Regions from separate parts of the Zea mays genome. Here region 1 is linked to region 2. A link is a contact called in public Hi-C data. All regions are on one chromosome and are shown on one strand. The core of a region is the stretch at or near the end of the contact, and the rest is flanking DNA. Distances in the headings are between cores, read along the strand shown. Region 1 holds the start of LOC100382784. Region 2 holds the start of LOC100384730.

Region 1 (6,785 bases), core at 2,283-4,782, 530 kb after region 2:
ACTAGGACCTGGCGTATGGGCCCCTCCAACCAGTCACAAGTCCTCCTCGCGTGCACGCGTGGATCACAAAGTGTGGCCCACCTAGCGGACTTTCTCTCTTGGTCGGGCGCTTGCATGTGGGACCGGGTGGTCAGACTGTCGTCTCCACGATAAGCGCGAAAGCTTCAACCGCATCCCGGGCAGGTCGCCCTAGCCAGTAGCCGACCTCCCTCCAGTATTTAGATAGTGCGTACCCTACGACGCTCCTAAACCTTGAGTTCCACGAATCCTCTGTGTCATCACTGCCAGCGCCTGCGGTGAGAAATCGGGGGGAGAGAGAGAGAGGATATCGCCGCCACACCGAGTTCTCGGACCGCCTTCGTCCGGACTGCCAGAGTGGTGTGATTGGCAAGCGCGGTGGAGCGAGGGTCATTTGCAAGACATCCTCTAGGCAGGGGGGGTCATCGGAGGTCCATTCAATTCGACACCGGTGTATCCCGCACGACTGCCCCGCGCGGATGGACGTGGTCAACCTACCTAGGCACCCAATTAGCCGGTATGTTTTCGTCCGGTGGGTTTCTTGCTTGCTCTGCAATCGTTTACGGGTAACGAGGGTTGGAATTACGGGCTGGGCTGTGGAACCACTTTACACCGGCGGGTCTCCGGCGAGTATTGGAGAGTGGCGTTGCCGCGTACAGTGAGGGAGAGAAGACGAATTGTGCGCCGTCGGATATGGGATGAATGACCGGATTAAATCTAGACCCCCCTTCGTTGGGCAAGTCGATCTGGACCGTTGGGTTGATCGGACGGTTCAGGGTAAGCAAAGCCTCATAAAATCTGAAGCCTTGAACTCCGATCTAACGGTGGAGATCACATACCGATTCATAAGCAACGAAATCTAATCCAAACCATAAGATTTAGATCTAACGGCTCTGATTTGCTGATACCCTTTCGGCCGAGCAAAATTGCAAAGCAACCCCTCGGGTTTTAAGGAATAAACTCACAGTCCACCGAAGTTGTAGCCTGAGTCTTGGGAATTCTTGCGCAGAGGTCCCTGCGCTTTCCAGTATTTGGCGTGCAGTCCATGAGTAATAAAAATAGAGAGTTAATTATGGAAATTGATTTTTAATACAAAAATAATTCTAGAAACCTATATAAATCATATTTAATTCATTTTAGCTTCAAATTGACCAATTCCTATGGCATTAATTTTTGTAATAATATTTTCTATCAATTAGTAGCTCTGTTTAGCCATAAAACCTGAATTAAAATTGTTCACTTGAATTAATCTATTCTAAGTGCTAAATAACTTCAGAAATGCATAACTTAATAACCATAGATCCAAATTTAGTGATTATTGTTTCTACGATCTCGTTACGCAACGTAGAATATTAACATGCATTCTGTCCTGTTGTTTGGTGTGATGTTAATTTTTGATATACTATGTTTGTTTGTATTGTTGTGAGTAGACGAGCAAGCTAATGAGGATCCAGGGGTTCAATAGGTGGAAATTGCTGAGCGGGAGCTCGTTGAGGGCAAGTTGTGTCCTTGATCACTTCTTTTTACCCAGTCATGTTCTTATTAATCATAATGATCTATATAGGTAAATTTTGATAGAACCCTTTAGGTTACCCTAGTTGGCTATCTTTATACTTGATTCCACTGAACTTTTTGGGTAGTACTTGCTACTGCTTTATGTGGTTTTGAGTATGGAGATACACATTATTAATGATCACACTTTTATTATCAGTTTCTTATTTGTTGTTCATGATAAGATCATTATGTTAATTGGAACATGGAACGACCACCTAAGAAAACAATGCTACCACAAGGGTGGTATGGGACTCCCTTGGGTGACTAACTAGGAAAGCTAATGGAGGACTACCTTACCCAATAGGGGTAAGGGCAGTAGGGGAGTGGTCAGTGTGGAGAGGCCCTTGGATTGATTTTGCTGCGATGATGGTCAGGCGAGGGGTCCCTGCATTGGAGCTTCCTAAAAACTGTAGTGGGTTTTCTGAAGCTAGTGGAACTTTGTAAAGGCCTCGTAGTGTTACCCTGCCTTGTTTTCTTGGTAGAGGTGTATGAGATTCATGACCCCTTGGCAGATGGGTAACATGACTTGTGAGTAAAGATGTGCAACCTCTGCAGAGTGTAAAACTGGCATATCAGCCGTGCTCACGGTCATGAGCAGCTCAGGCCATCACATGATTAATTTATGGAATTAAATTCAATTTATCATTTGCATCGCATTGAGATTATTTATTATTACTTTGATTTATTATTACTAAGGTTTGGTATTTATTTATATTTAGTAAGTGATAATAAAATTTTGACCAACTTATAAAAAGCAATGCTCTGCTTCAATCTTTATTTTGTTGATTAGCCTTACACTTCGCATGAACTCTCACCTTTAGTGAGTTCATGCACATTATTTCTCACAACTTGTTGAGATATGATCTTTTGTGAGTTCACTCTTGCGATATATAAACCCTCTACAGGTGAAGAGCATGTGGTCGAAAAGGAGCCGCACAACGAGAAGTTCGACTTGATCTAGGTGGCGTCTTCCGGTCAGCTCTGTGGCGCCAGAGAAATAATATTTAGTTCGTTTTATATTTATCATTTATTTTGTAAAACTTACGCTATGTAACAAGTGAATTTATGATATTTATGATATTTATCTCTATACGCTCTTTTATTATATGTGTTGTTCTTACTTGGCGCATATATAAGACGTACCAGGCTTTATTCCTTAAATTCGGGTGTGACAGGAGATTAAGAGAAGATCGCGAGGGCGATTTCTGAAGACTCGTGGGGGCGACAAAGGAGATGAAATGGAGATCTCTGTTGTGACGAGATGACGAGGTTTTCCATTTTGATCAGGGCGAAGAGGACGACGCGGTTTGGGGTCCAACGCGGCCTCCATGGCTCCAACTCCAACACGACATGTCTGCAGAACGATATTAAAATTATTCATAGTATTAAAATTATCACATATACAACGTCCATTTGTAAAGCAATTACTCATAATATTAAAATTACCACCTGTACAATTTTTTTAAGAAAGATGTCGCAGCTGCTGTCTGCAAGCTGAAGGGAACATATGCCACGTTTGACATTTTTAGTTGCAAACTTACGAACATATGTACCACGTAGTTAGGTAGATATGAAAACTCCAATCAAATTTTAAGGTTGAACTTTGTGAGACGATAAGTTAGCACTACAGTCCTGAGGTTGCACATCGGACCTATGTATTTCAGCTTGTGGCCGCTTTTAGAGTTTAAACCACTGGTTTTTGAACTTTCTAAAATCCAAACAACTTCTATAAACTAAAAGTCTAAAAGTTTATCCTAACGAGCTTTTAATTCTTGGTTTTCGAAAGCCTTTTTACTTTTGAATAGTCTAAAAACTGACGTACAAAATGTACAATAAACTGAAACAAACCGCCCCATAAAAAGCCCGTTCGTTTAAAGATGAATTATATGAATTAGAGAAGATTAAATTACTTTCTAGTTAACATTAAATAGGAAGGGTTTAGATATAAATTAATGAGGATTAGAGGGCCTCCAATTTCCCTCGTGCTACCTCTAACCAAAGAGACCCTCATTTTGTTCGACGCAGAACCAAACAAGCCGGGACTGGACGCGGCTCCGGCGTGGCATCGCTGGACCTTCTTGCTCACCAAGAAGCCCAACCCGGCCTCCATCAAAGCCCACAACCGTCGTAGTCGCTACTTCCCCTCCGATCGTCGACGACGACGCATCCACCCGAGCCCTTCTCCGCGAAATAGCCGTCGCCGCACTGCCGCAGCTCCGGCTATGTCAGTGAGTACCCCCCCCCCCCCCCCCCCCCCCCCCCCCTCGCCTCCCGTGTCGTCCCTCCTTCTCGCCCCGGATCTCGAATTCCTTACAGTTTCGCCCCCTGCCCATTGCAGATCTTCGAGTACAATGGGTCCGCCGTGGTGGCGATGGTGGGGAAGAACTGCTTCGCGATTGCCAGCGACCGGCGGCTCGGCGTGCAGCTTCAGACCATCGCGACAGACTTCCAGAGGGTGTTCAAGATCCACGACAAGCTCTACATCGGCCTCTCAGGGCTCGCCACCGACGCCCAGACGCTGTGAGTCGCAGTTGCCGAATTCTCCCCGCCCGCCCCCACGGCCTGTTCTCTTCGGTTCAGCTGCTTAGGGTTTTAGGTCCCTCCGCAGGTACCAGCGGTTGGTCTTCAGGCACAAGCTGTATCAGCTGCGCGAGGAGAGGGACATGAAGCCTGAGACCTTTGCCAGCCTTGTCTCTGCGCTCCTCTACGAGAAGAGGTGAGGATTTTGCTAGTGCGCTTTTGGGGGAATTGTGTAGGATTCTGGGTAAACCTACTGCGGGTAGTTGTTATTTTAAATTTTGAATGCGCTGCCAGACCGTGGACTCTGTAAAGAGATGCAAAACTATGTTGGTTGCATGCTGCTGAAGGATTTGGTCGTAGGAAGCTAGTGCTACCAATACCTTGTACTGTGATGGTATTGGGGATGCAGAACTTTGGAGCTAGATCTTTATATGAAACGCTTTGCCTTTTGGACGGACAATTCCACCAACGGAGTGCTTCAGATACACCTTATATAAAACACTAGGTAGGTGCCCGTGCGTTGCAACGGCATCCAATCAGGCATATATTAATCTTTCAATTATTCATACTTGCCACAGAAGTTAAAAAATAGTGTAAAACATAGATATGAAATAACAAATATCAATATGATATGTAAAATCTGTGTGACAATATAAATATATAATATTATTATAAATATGTCAACTCAAATAAAATCAACTGATGTCGAACAAACATTACAATATCGTATATATTATTTCTAAAGAATCAACATAGAATTACAGGAACATATAATATCATGGTAATTTATGTATACGGAGTACAATTCCAACTTTCTAAAGCTTATGTGGTGCTTCAAGGTGTCAGTCGAAGGGTGGTCCCTCTTGAGAGTGACATTAAGTTGCTCAAGCAAACCAGTTGTGGTGAGCAATGGTGCCGCTAGGAGAGATTCAACCTACTCGTCATTGATGAGGCATCGTCTTCCCACATTTGCATATGAGATTTCTAAACACCAACCTGCAAGGCGCCAGGGACAAACAATTATAATCAGGTAAACCAGGTCATCAAAAGGGGACAAATGCAATAAGAGGAGAATGTGTCATACTGAAAATAAGCATAAGTGAAACTTATTGTGGCACCATTAAAAATAACATTATTTCAGTCAGAAAGGATGCTAATCGACCAAGGTGAGAAAGGATGCTAATCGACCAAGGTGGGAGGCTGTATTGCTCATTGTTGAACAACCTGATGGAGAATTGTTGTAATTGCTCTTGTAGATGCACTTATAATTCTGATGCTCCAAGTATATCTCCTGAAAGATAATACATTTAGACATGAAAATACAGAAACAAATAAACAATATAGTTTGATCACTTTTTCCAAGTGACTTTCTACAAACCTGTGTAATCACAAAATATAGAGCCGAAAGTATTTGTTTTCATTTTTAAACACATAACTTGATTATACTTTTTTTGCATATAAAACAGACATAAAACAATCACTTGATCAACAACTACAATACACTTTATACATAATAAATCTTTGGGACTAAGAAAATCTAGAAGTTGGCATGTTGTTGTGAGCAAAAAATGGACAGACTTAATTTTTACCTAGATCATGCATCAAATTGGCCTTTATCTGCAATACATTAATGCATAATATATCTTTGAGCCTAAGAACATCTGCAAGTTGGCGCGTTGTTCTGAGCCAAAATGGACAAACTCAATTTTTACCTAGATCATGCAGAAAATTGCTTATACCTACATGAAAAAAAATCATTGCACGTGATGAAACAAGGACCACAAGAACGAAATAGGGATCAGATCGCCTAATCATGATGAGAAGATAACAAGGTTCTCAAGGGAAATCATCAACTGTATAGAATGGAAAACGAACTCACATGGTACAAATCAGTTTTGAGAAAAGGCACAACACTGTAATAAGTACCAACCCCTACAGAGCACCAAAACTCCCTAGTGCAAAAATCAAGCAACCATCACACAATGCAGCATCGTATGAATCAAATACCAGACAAGACTTTTGTCACCACAGAGAGGAAACAAGAGCAAGATGAGAGCTTAGAGCTCACTGATCAGCTGCACAACTAAGTTAGTAATATTATCATTTCAAAACAGTCCTGTACTATATGTGTGTTGTGGGGTCTTCATAGCTTCATATGGACTAACAAGCTAACAGAAACACCAACTACTTGGCTAGACAAGAAAAGAGATACTGACCTTTAATGGCTTCCTTGGGTATCTTGAAACCAAGGCTAATGTTCCTCCAGAATCTATTTCTTCTTTGCTAGTGTTCACTAATGATTTGCTTGTATCATCTTCTGTAGTACATAAATGCAGCGATTCACTTGGGATAAGCATTGCTCGCACAGGAGCACCGAAAGGGTAAGCAGTAGTTATGCGCCCATCAGAGGATCCAAATCACATCACAAAAATGCACGAAAGGGTAAGCAGCAGGGACACACCATCAGCGGATCCAAATCGAAATGCAGCCAAGGGATGGGGGAAAGACGTACAGTCGAAATTGCAGGTGATCTACTATCGCAGGCTGTGGCTTCAGGATTCGAGAAACCTCCAACTCCGACAGGCTCGGCTAGGTGCCGGGGTTTTCAGTGGCCAGCAAGCATAGTAGTCGAGGTTGATGCTCTTGAGGACCTCCTGGTGGCAATCCATAGAAAACATTTAAACTCATCAGAG
Region 2 (7,425 bases), core at 260-2,759:
GCGGCGGCGGCAGCAGCCCACCCGAGATCCCGAAGACCACAGCAGTGGCGCGGGGGCCGTCCCTGGTCGCTGTCGTTTTTCACTCGGTCGTGAACTTGTTGTAGCTGGATCGCACTGTAGTATTCTCACTGTCTATAAATAAATAAATTTACGAGACCAACAAGCTCAAGAGTCAAAGACACGCAACATATTGTTGTCTGCTTCAGTTAAACTAGAGAATCGGACTACAAGTAGAACATCTGTGTGGTAAGTGTCTGTATTAAGACATCGTCATATAACTAAAATTGAAACAAAGGATAAGCACTAATTTATTTCGAAACACATCAATACGCCTTAGAATATGCTATAACCGGGGTATGCTATCCCCATTTTATATCTCATCTCCTATTTTTTTTTTAATAAAAATTCACTTTGTAAACAGTGCAGCGAAATCGCAGTTGCTACGGACAGACTGGAATACGATCCGCATCCGGCACCGGAGAAACGGTTCCAGACCCTGTTTCCCGAGCTCCTTTCTGCGTGATTGCATCTCGCACCACAGAATATTTCTACGGCCATTGACGCAGAACTGTGGAAGTCCCCAAAGTCCAGCGAGGCAGCAACCACCTCGCACACACGAAAAAAAAAAGAATAGCCCGTACTTCTCGTCAAAGAAGCAGGCGGATTTGCCAATTTCCCCAGCAGGCCCCCACAGGGAATAAGCCCGGACCGCTGCCACCTACCTGGCTACGGGCTACTGCGCTACGGCGCCCTCTCCCCTTGCGTAGGGGGCCTCTACGCGCGCAGCGGCTGACGCTAGAGAGCCCCCTACACGCTACAGTCGTAGGGGTGGGAGCAGGAGTCCCCCAGATCAAGGGGTTCACTATTCACCCCCTACAGCACTGTGCTGTGGGGCCACGAGTAATTATTAGTAGATAAAAAATTGGTAGTAGATATAGAAAATGATATTTTATAATTGTAGTGGGGTATAGGGGAGTATTTAGGGGGAACCGCTGCGGGAGATGAAAACATAGGGGGAAAATAGATGGAACAAGTGATATATGGGGAAAAATTTAGGAGTAACGGTTGCGGATAGCCTCATTCCAGTCCATTCCAAGCACCCCCGACGCCCGTCGCCGCCCGCTCTACTACCTTGCGTCCTCACTTTTACCAAACTACCCCGGCCTCTCAGTTCAAGTGGCAACCGCATTTCTCTCTCTGGCTCTCTGCAGCGCAGTCCCAGTCCAAGTACGCGAAGGCGCGGAAAGGCTCCACCGCCACGCCTGTCGGCCTCCGCGAGTAGACCACCACTTACTGCATTGACTGACATGCGGGGCGAGGCCGCGTGCAAGTGATGCGGGCGCGGGGTCGGCCGAAGACGACGTGGCGCCGCGCGCGGCGCGTAGCTGCAGGTGGTGTGGTGGCCGAGTAGGGGAGGGTGAGCGTGGTGGGCCCGATCTGATTATTTTACGTGGTTTTATTCCGCCGTTTAAAAGCGGGGCCGCGGACCGCCAGTCCGCCACGCCGTGGCTTTCGCTCGTCTCGCCTCGTCTCCACGCCCCTCTCATTCGCACCGCTCCCACCCACATCCTCTTCGCCTCCCCTCCCACTCTCTCTCTCTCTCTCTCTCTCTCTCCGCACGCCTCCGCGTGGGCTTCCGCTCGGGCGGTGGTCCACCTCGCCCAGGCACAGGCAGCGGGACGCGACATGACCGCGGCCGACGGGGAGGCCTGCGCGGTGGTCGCGACGGCCGCCGACATCATATGCTCTCTCCGTGGCGCGGACCTCGCTGGCTGGACCCCGCCGTGGAGCCAGCGCCAGCACGAGCCCGATCCCGCCCGCGACGGCGTGCAGGCGGAGGGCGGGGACGACGCGCGGGACCTGGCCTGGCCGGCGGTGGCGCGCGGGAAGCGCTCGCGGTCCCGCCGCGAGTCCCCGTCGGCCTCGGGCTCCGCTGCCTCCGCGGGCGCGACGACGACGGCGACGAAGAAGAAGACGGCGAGGCGAGGCGCCCGAGGCAGCCCCGCGTCGCCCCTCGACTACAGCGGCGCGTCCGGCTCCGGCTCCGGCGCGTCCACTAGCGGCGGCGAGGACGGCGCCTTCTGCTCCCGGCCAGACCCAGCGCTCCCTCCGGCCGCCGCGTGCCAGCAGCTCGCGGCGCCCCCGCCTCCCAGCAAGGTACTGTCCGTGCGTGCGCGCGCGCGCGCGCCTACCTCACATCTGACATCCCCCGTCTCCGTCTCCCGTTGGTTTGGTTTGGTTTGGTTTGGACGTTTGCATGGTCGCCCGCTGTGTTGTGGTTGTGGGCGCCGGCGGTTGGTTGGTTGCGTTCCGATTCGCGTTCGTGCTTGGCTCGGCAGACGGACGGGCCAAACTGACCCTCCGTGTCAGCAGCACGAGGATGATGACCTCCCGATGACACATCGCTTTTCCCGTCCCCAGGCCCCAGACTAGCCTCCCGCCCTCCTCCCTCACCCTCCTTTTTTTTCTCCCGTTCGCGGGACCTTTTCCCCAGTCTACTCTCGCCACCCGTTGATGGCGAGTCCGGTAAAAGGAGACGCCGTGTCCGTGTGGTCTGGTCGGATACCTCACGGCTCTCTCGCCTCCACAGTCCCGCCGTCATAGCGCAGCCCCTGGATGGAGCGGACAAGTGCACAGTTCCCGGATTTTTATTCGCTGCCCATATTGTATACTCCCTACAATGCAGTGCAGTAAAGGTAGTCGTTTAGGACATGATTGTGCATACCAACGAGTGATTAATTATCATAAAGTTTTCCCTGTTTGCCCCTATTAAATAGGGATATGGGTGCATTAACATCACTAAAACAATCAAACTTGATTGGTTGCTGCAGCAGCTCCAAGGCATTCTAGACTGGAGGTCTCAAGTTCGATTCCTCTTAAATGCATCTTTTTTTTGCAATTACTAGGGGCAACAACGTCCAAATCCCAGACCCACGCGCGCTATGACTTCTTTTTGTGCACGCTCGGTCACGCGCAGGATGACTTCTTTTACTGCACCGGAGGGAGTACGTATTGTTCTCCGGGGTTGACTTAGCGGCGGCGGCAATTCACAAGGGTAGGCGGTTGCGGCTTGCGTGTGCGTTCGCCGCTGCGCTGTCTCCGTGCCCAAAACTGTCCTCGCCCACCCAGTGTCCCGCCAGGGACCCTAATACCGATGGAGGGCATTTTCGACAGTATCCAGTGCTTATCCCTCTCGCTGCTGTGGCGCGCAGTCAAACCGGGCCTCCCGCCTAGGCGTCGGGGAAGGGGCGCGCCTCGTGGGCGCCACACACGCAGGCGAAAACCGGTGGACGACGAAGCGCACTCGATCCCCAGTCCGGCAGTGACACGTTTGCCGGGTGGCGTGACGGGGGGCCCACATGAAATCCTAACTTTTTCCCCCCCGACCATCTGAAATTTGGAACAAGGGAGAAACTCGGAATTTGCTCGCTGATTACGCTCAGGTGGTAGACGGCGGGATGAGATCGACATGTCGCTTGTCCATATGCTTTTGATGCCCACGCTTTCGCCTTCGCCCCCTCCCCCCATCCCGTAATAACGTGCTTCATGTGATGGTCATGTGATTGCCTAATCGAGATGCCGGCTGCGCTGGCGCTGCTGCAGGAATTGTAAACATGCGTTCCGTGTTGCTGCTTTTCGACGCCTGCTGTTCGCTCTGGCTCTAGCTCTAGTCTAGTGGTTCCGCACTTGCGCGTCGTTTGTTTGTTGCCGTGGCTGACACTCCAGCATAGCAACTGAACTAACTAGCTGCAGCGCGCTTTTCTCCTGCAGGTGGGTGGCCTCGCCGGACGGCGGACGATCCCCGCGGTGCCAGTGCCACTGCCACCACCTCGGCCCGCCGGACAGCGGGCGCGGAAGAAGATGGTAAGCTCCCCTCAGCCCTTGCTCCTAGCCGCGTGTACAGAGGAAGCAAGTGTAGTCACGTGGAAACCGAGCGGGGTGGGTGGCGAACGACCAAAGCGACAAGCATGGGATGGGCACAGCAGATGGTAGCTTTGGTTGGCTCTGGTGACTATTAACCTTGAACGCCCTTTTCACTAACCTACTGCCGACCCCATATCTCCCTAGCCTCCCCCGCCGTTCACGGCATCAGCAAGCAGTTCAGCACAGGCCGGCCAGGCAACAGGTTTTAATCTGGCATGGTCAGCACCCACCCAGACCCAGTTGTAGTAGTGGGAAAGGCTGCTCCTGTTCGAGTGCCTATAGTTGTACGTAGCGTAGGCTGGAATAAAGGCGTCCTGCGGCGCTGGCACTGGCGCTGGCACACATGAGCCCTGAAGCCCCTGCCATTCGAAGTGAAGAGCCGGCCGAAAGAAAAGAGGAGCGGGCCGGGGAGGCAAGTGGCGCGGCATGGCATGGCATGGCATCCTGAGGACAAAAGTGTCAAAGGCCGCCTGCCCGCCGGCCGGAAAGATCACGCACCTCATCATCATCCACCTGCTGTCCGCCCCGCGACCAAAAAGAGCATGCTTCGTGTTTAAACTAAAGCTAGGATCTCTTTCTCGGCTTTGACAGCCTGCTCAAACTTGCCCTGTGGCTTGCAGAGGCTCCCGGAGATCCAGCAGATGGTGCGGTCGCTGTCGGTGGAGAACGACGCCCTCCGCAAGGTCAACGTCTCGTCCTTTTATTTTATATTGGAGAAGAGAACGAAAACACCCGGCCGGCAACATGTTTGGTCCGTGGACATGTACGTGCGTTGGTTTCGTTTCGTGGCTGATTTTGCTGGGGTGTTTTTTGTTTGTGTGTGTGTGTGTAAAAAGCAGGAGATGAGAGCGTTGCAGAGGGATTGCACGGCGCTGTCCCAAGAGAACGGCAAGCTAGAGGTCAGTTACACATTACTCCTACTACGTCTACGTTAGTACTGTTTGAGTCCCTTCATGTTGCCATCGGCATCTAGGACAGTAGATATTACATGCTTCCACGTTAGGGCCAGAGTATAATAAACAGAACATGAGCGAGTAAACAAGAAGACAACGGCTCTGCAGTTGGTATAGCCGCTTAAAGCACAAGTGATGAAGAACACTTTTTTTTTCTTCTTTCTAAACTGCAGCTAAAGATTAGGTTCTGAAGAGCCTCCCTAAAAAAAGAAGCGGCTGGTGGTTCCTGTTATTATGTACGGGGTTTTTTTATAAAAAAAATTAAATTATATATTTGTAAGCACGCAATCCCCTGATTCGTATTCCTAAATCAAGTCAAGTGGTACACGCTGGGTGGGCTAGTTGGTTTCCATGTCGCATCCCTCTCAACAACCGTCGTCCTCGGATAAACGGATAGCGACGCTGATGATAAGCCTCTGATCTAGCCGCGAACGACGTCGTTTAGATGTCCAATCTCCGTGCCTTTTGACCAGGTTTTGCCCCTCACGCCCCACCTACAGCGACTCGTTTCGACATTGGTTCCGGAGATGCCACTACTCCTTTCCCTCCCGTACCTTCAGGCCTTCTTCAGGCGGGTAGTTCCTTCTCATGGTATGGTATATGTATAGCTGATGGGTTTAGGGGATGCGTGCCATGCTGTCCAACAATGGGACGCACTAGCTCTCGTGCGTGGTGGCCTAGAGATGCCGACAGCCGGATTCGTTTCTCGATTGGGACCCATGCATATGCATATATATGGTCCGGGGCGTCGGGCAAACGCCCGCCCGTTGATCGTAAGCGGCTTCAATTTTTCTATACAAATATCTTCCAAGTAGTTAGGTCAGATGGAGCTTGCGTCTGCATGCGGCAGTTTTTTCTGCTTTTCTGGATGTAAGTGTGAAGCTACCCCTGTGTCAGGTAGGAGTAAAACAAGCTCGGCAGTACTAGAGATGGCAATAGGTAAATATTCACTAGGTATTACTATCTCATACTACAGGAAAAAAAATAACTCTGTCGAGTTACTTATATCGACTGATGGGTATGGATTTATCTCTATAACCGTACTCATGTAGGTATGGATCATCCATCGGATCACTCGTACTCACAAAAATTAAGCATATATCAAAATAATACATTGTATGCATATCAAGTATATCCATCTAAATACTATTACAAAAATTCTAGCATTATTCAATCATTCATTCAACGTCACGACAAATAATTGGATAAAGTAGCAACGTTAGGATAGTATCCCATAACATAATACATGTTCCATTACATGGTCGTCGAATAGTTGTTAAATCTTCCATGACATTATTGCTTAAAAATGTTGTTAAATAGTCAAAAGAAGATTGGATGATTGTAGCCCACAGGTTCATGTTTCTTGGCCAAGTTTATACTGGTTATTTTATACCCACAGGTTAACGGGTATGAGTGACGGCGGAACGTTCTAATACCTGTTTACTTATTGAGTGAAGCTTTTTTGCCTAATAAGAGACATATGGATAGAATATTTAGCCCATATATATACCTTAAGGGCTAGTTTGAGAACCTCTTTTTTAGGGATTTTTATTTTTCTAAAGGAAATTATTTAATTTTCTCATGGGAAAATAGAAATTCCTTGGAAGAATTGAGTTCCCAAACTAGTCGTAAATACACATCGCAGATACTCATTGCCATATCTAGGCCGTACACTAGTCTCTGACCAAATTGCCTGCACAAGCACATCACATACGGAGGAGACGCTGTTTGGGGACCAAACAGATGCTGTTGGGAGGCACTTCGGCTGCACGACCTGTGGGCTGTGGCCGCAACCGACGCAGCGAGGTGTTGGGTACACGCACGCTTCGGTTCATGGTGCCCGTGCGCTCCATAGAATCTTTGCAAATAAAGAACATCACCAAGTTGTTGATCCTCCACCAACCTCTCGCAGGGTACGGTGGCTGGCAAGCACCTCCCCGTGGGCTTCTGTAACGCCCCTGACTCGCCCGCCTGTAGTCCTGGGCGTACTGCAGGGGAAGTAGGGTCACTGCACGCGGGCCCTGTCGCAGACGTACTGCAGGGGGCAGTAGGGTCACTGCACGCGGGCCCTGTCGCACGTGGGGGCCACGCGGCAGTGCCCTCTCCCACGTCAGAGGATCTCGTTCGCCTGGGCGGTGCCTCAGCGGAGTGCTGTGTCGCGGTACTGTGATTGGCTCCATTATTTTGAAGAGACCCGGGAAAACAACTCCCTTCCCTTCTCTGCTATTTAAATACGGTTCCATCGCTATGCTCCCCCATATTTAACTAACAAAAATTATTTGCTACTTTGTTAGTAAAACTATCAAAAATTATGAAAAACATACTACATTATTTGCTCTATTAATATATCAAATTTTAAATTTCAATGTATTGTCTGTTTTGAACCGATATAAAAAAAAGAAAACCTCTTCATTTCAATCATTATGTTGGATAACATTTTCTCCTTTTTATATCTATAAATTAAGCTTAAATTTTAATATATTATTAAAGTAAATAATAAATATTTTATTTTTTAGAACTTTTGATAGTTTAGTTGTATGGTAATTAC

What was found. A called contact is a pair of places that touch in the nucleus more often than the background predicts.
Region 1: a Hi-C map of ear shows a contact between it and region 2, with 2.3 times the contacts expected there. The contact joins the promoter of LOC100382784 here to the promoter of LOC100384730 in region 2. A contact is called at or near these places in 2 of 25 Hi-C or Micro-C datasets (ear and tassel).

What each region holds. Positions count from the first base shown.
Region 1 is chr6:106,979,358-106,986,142 of Zm-B73-REFERENCE-NAM-5.0, forward strand. LOC100382784 reads left to right here and starts at 3,533. Exons shown (of 7, transcript XM_008650819.2): 1 at 3,533-3,800; 2 at 3,911-4,092; 3 at 4,181-4,288. The coding sequence starts at 3,795. It overlaps LOC111589528 (a long non-coding RNA gene), which reads left to right. Exons shown (of 2, transcript XR_002748569.1): 1 at 1-535; 2 at 2,478-2,672. It overlaps LOC118472222 (a long non-coding RNA gene), which reads right to left and starts at 5,385. Exons shown (of 2, transcript XR_004850238.1): 1 at 5,317-5,385; 2 at 4,200-5,088. LOC118472223 (a long non-coding RNA gene) reads right to left here. Exons shown (of 2, transcript XR_004850239.1): 2 at 6,390-6,785.
Region 2 is chr6:106,452,938-106,460,362 of Zm-B73-REFERENCE-NAM-5.0, forward strand. LOC100384730 reads left to right here and starts at 1,510. Exons shown (of 5, transcript NM_001177198.2): 1 at 1,510-2,157; 2 at 3,772-3,864; 3 at 4,545-4,607; 4 at 4,764-4,823. The coding sequence starts at 1,687.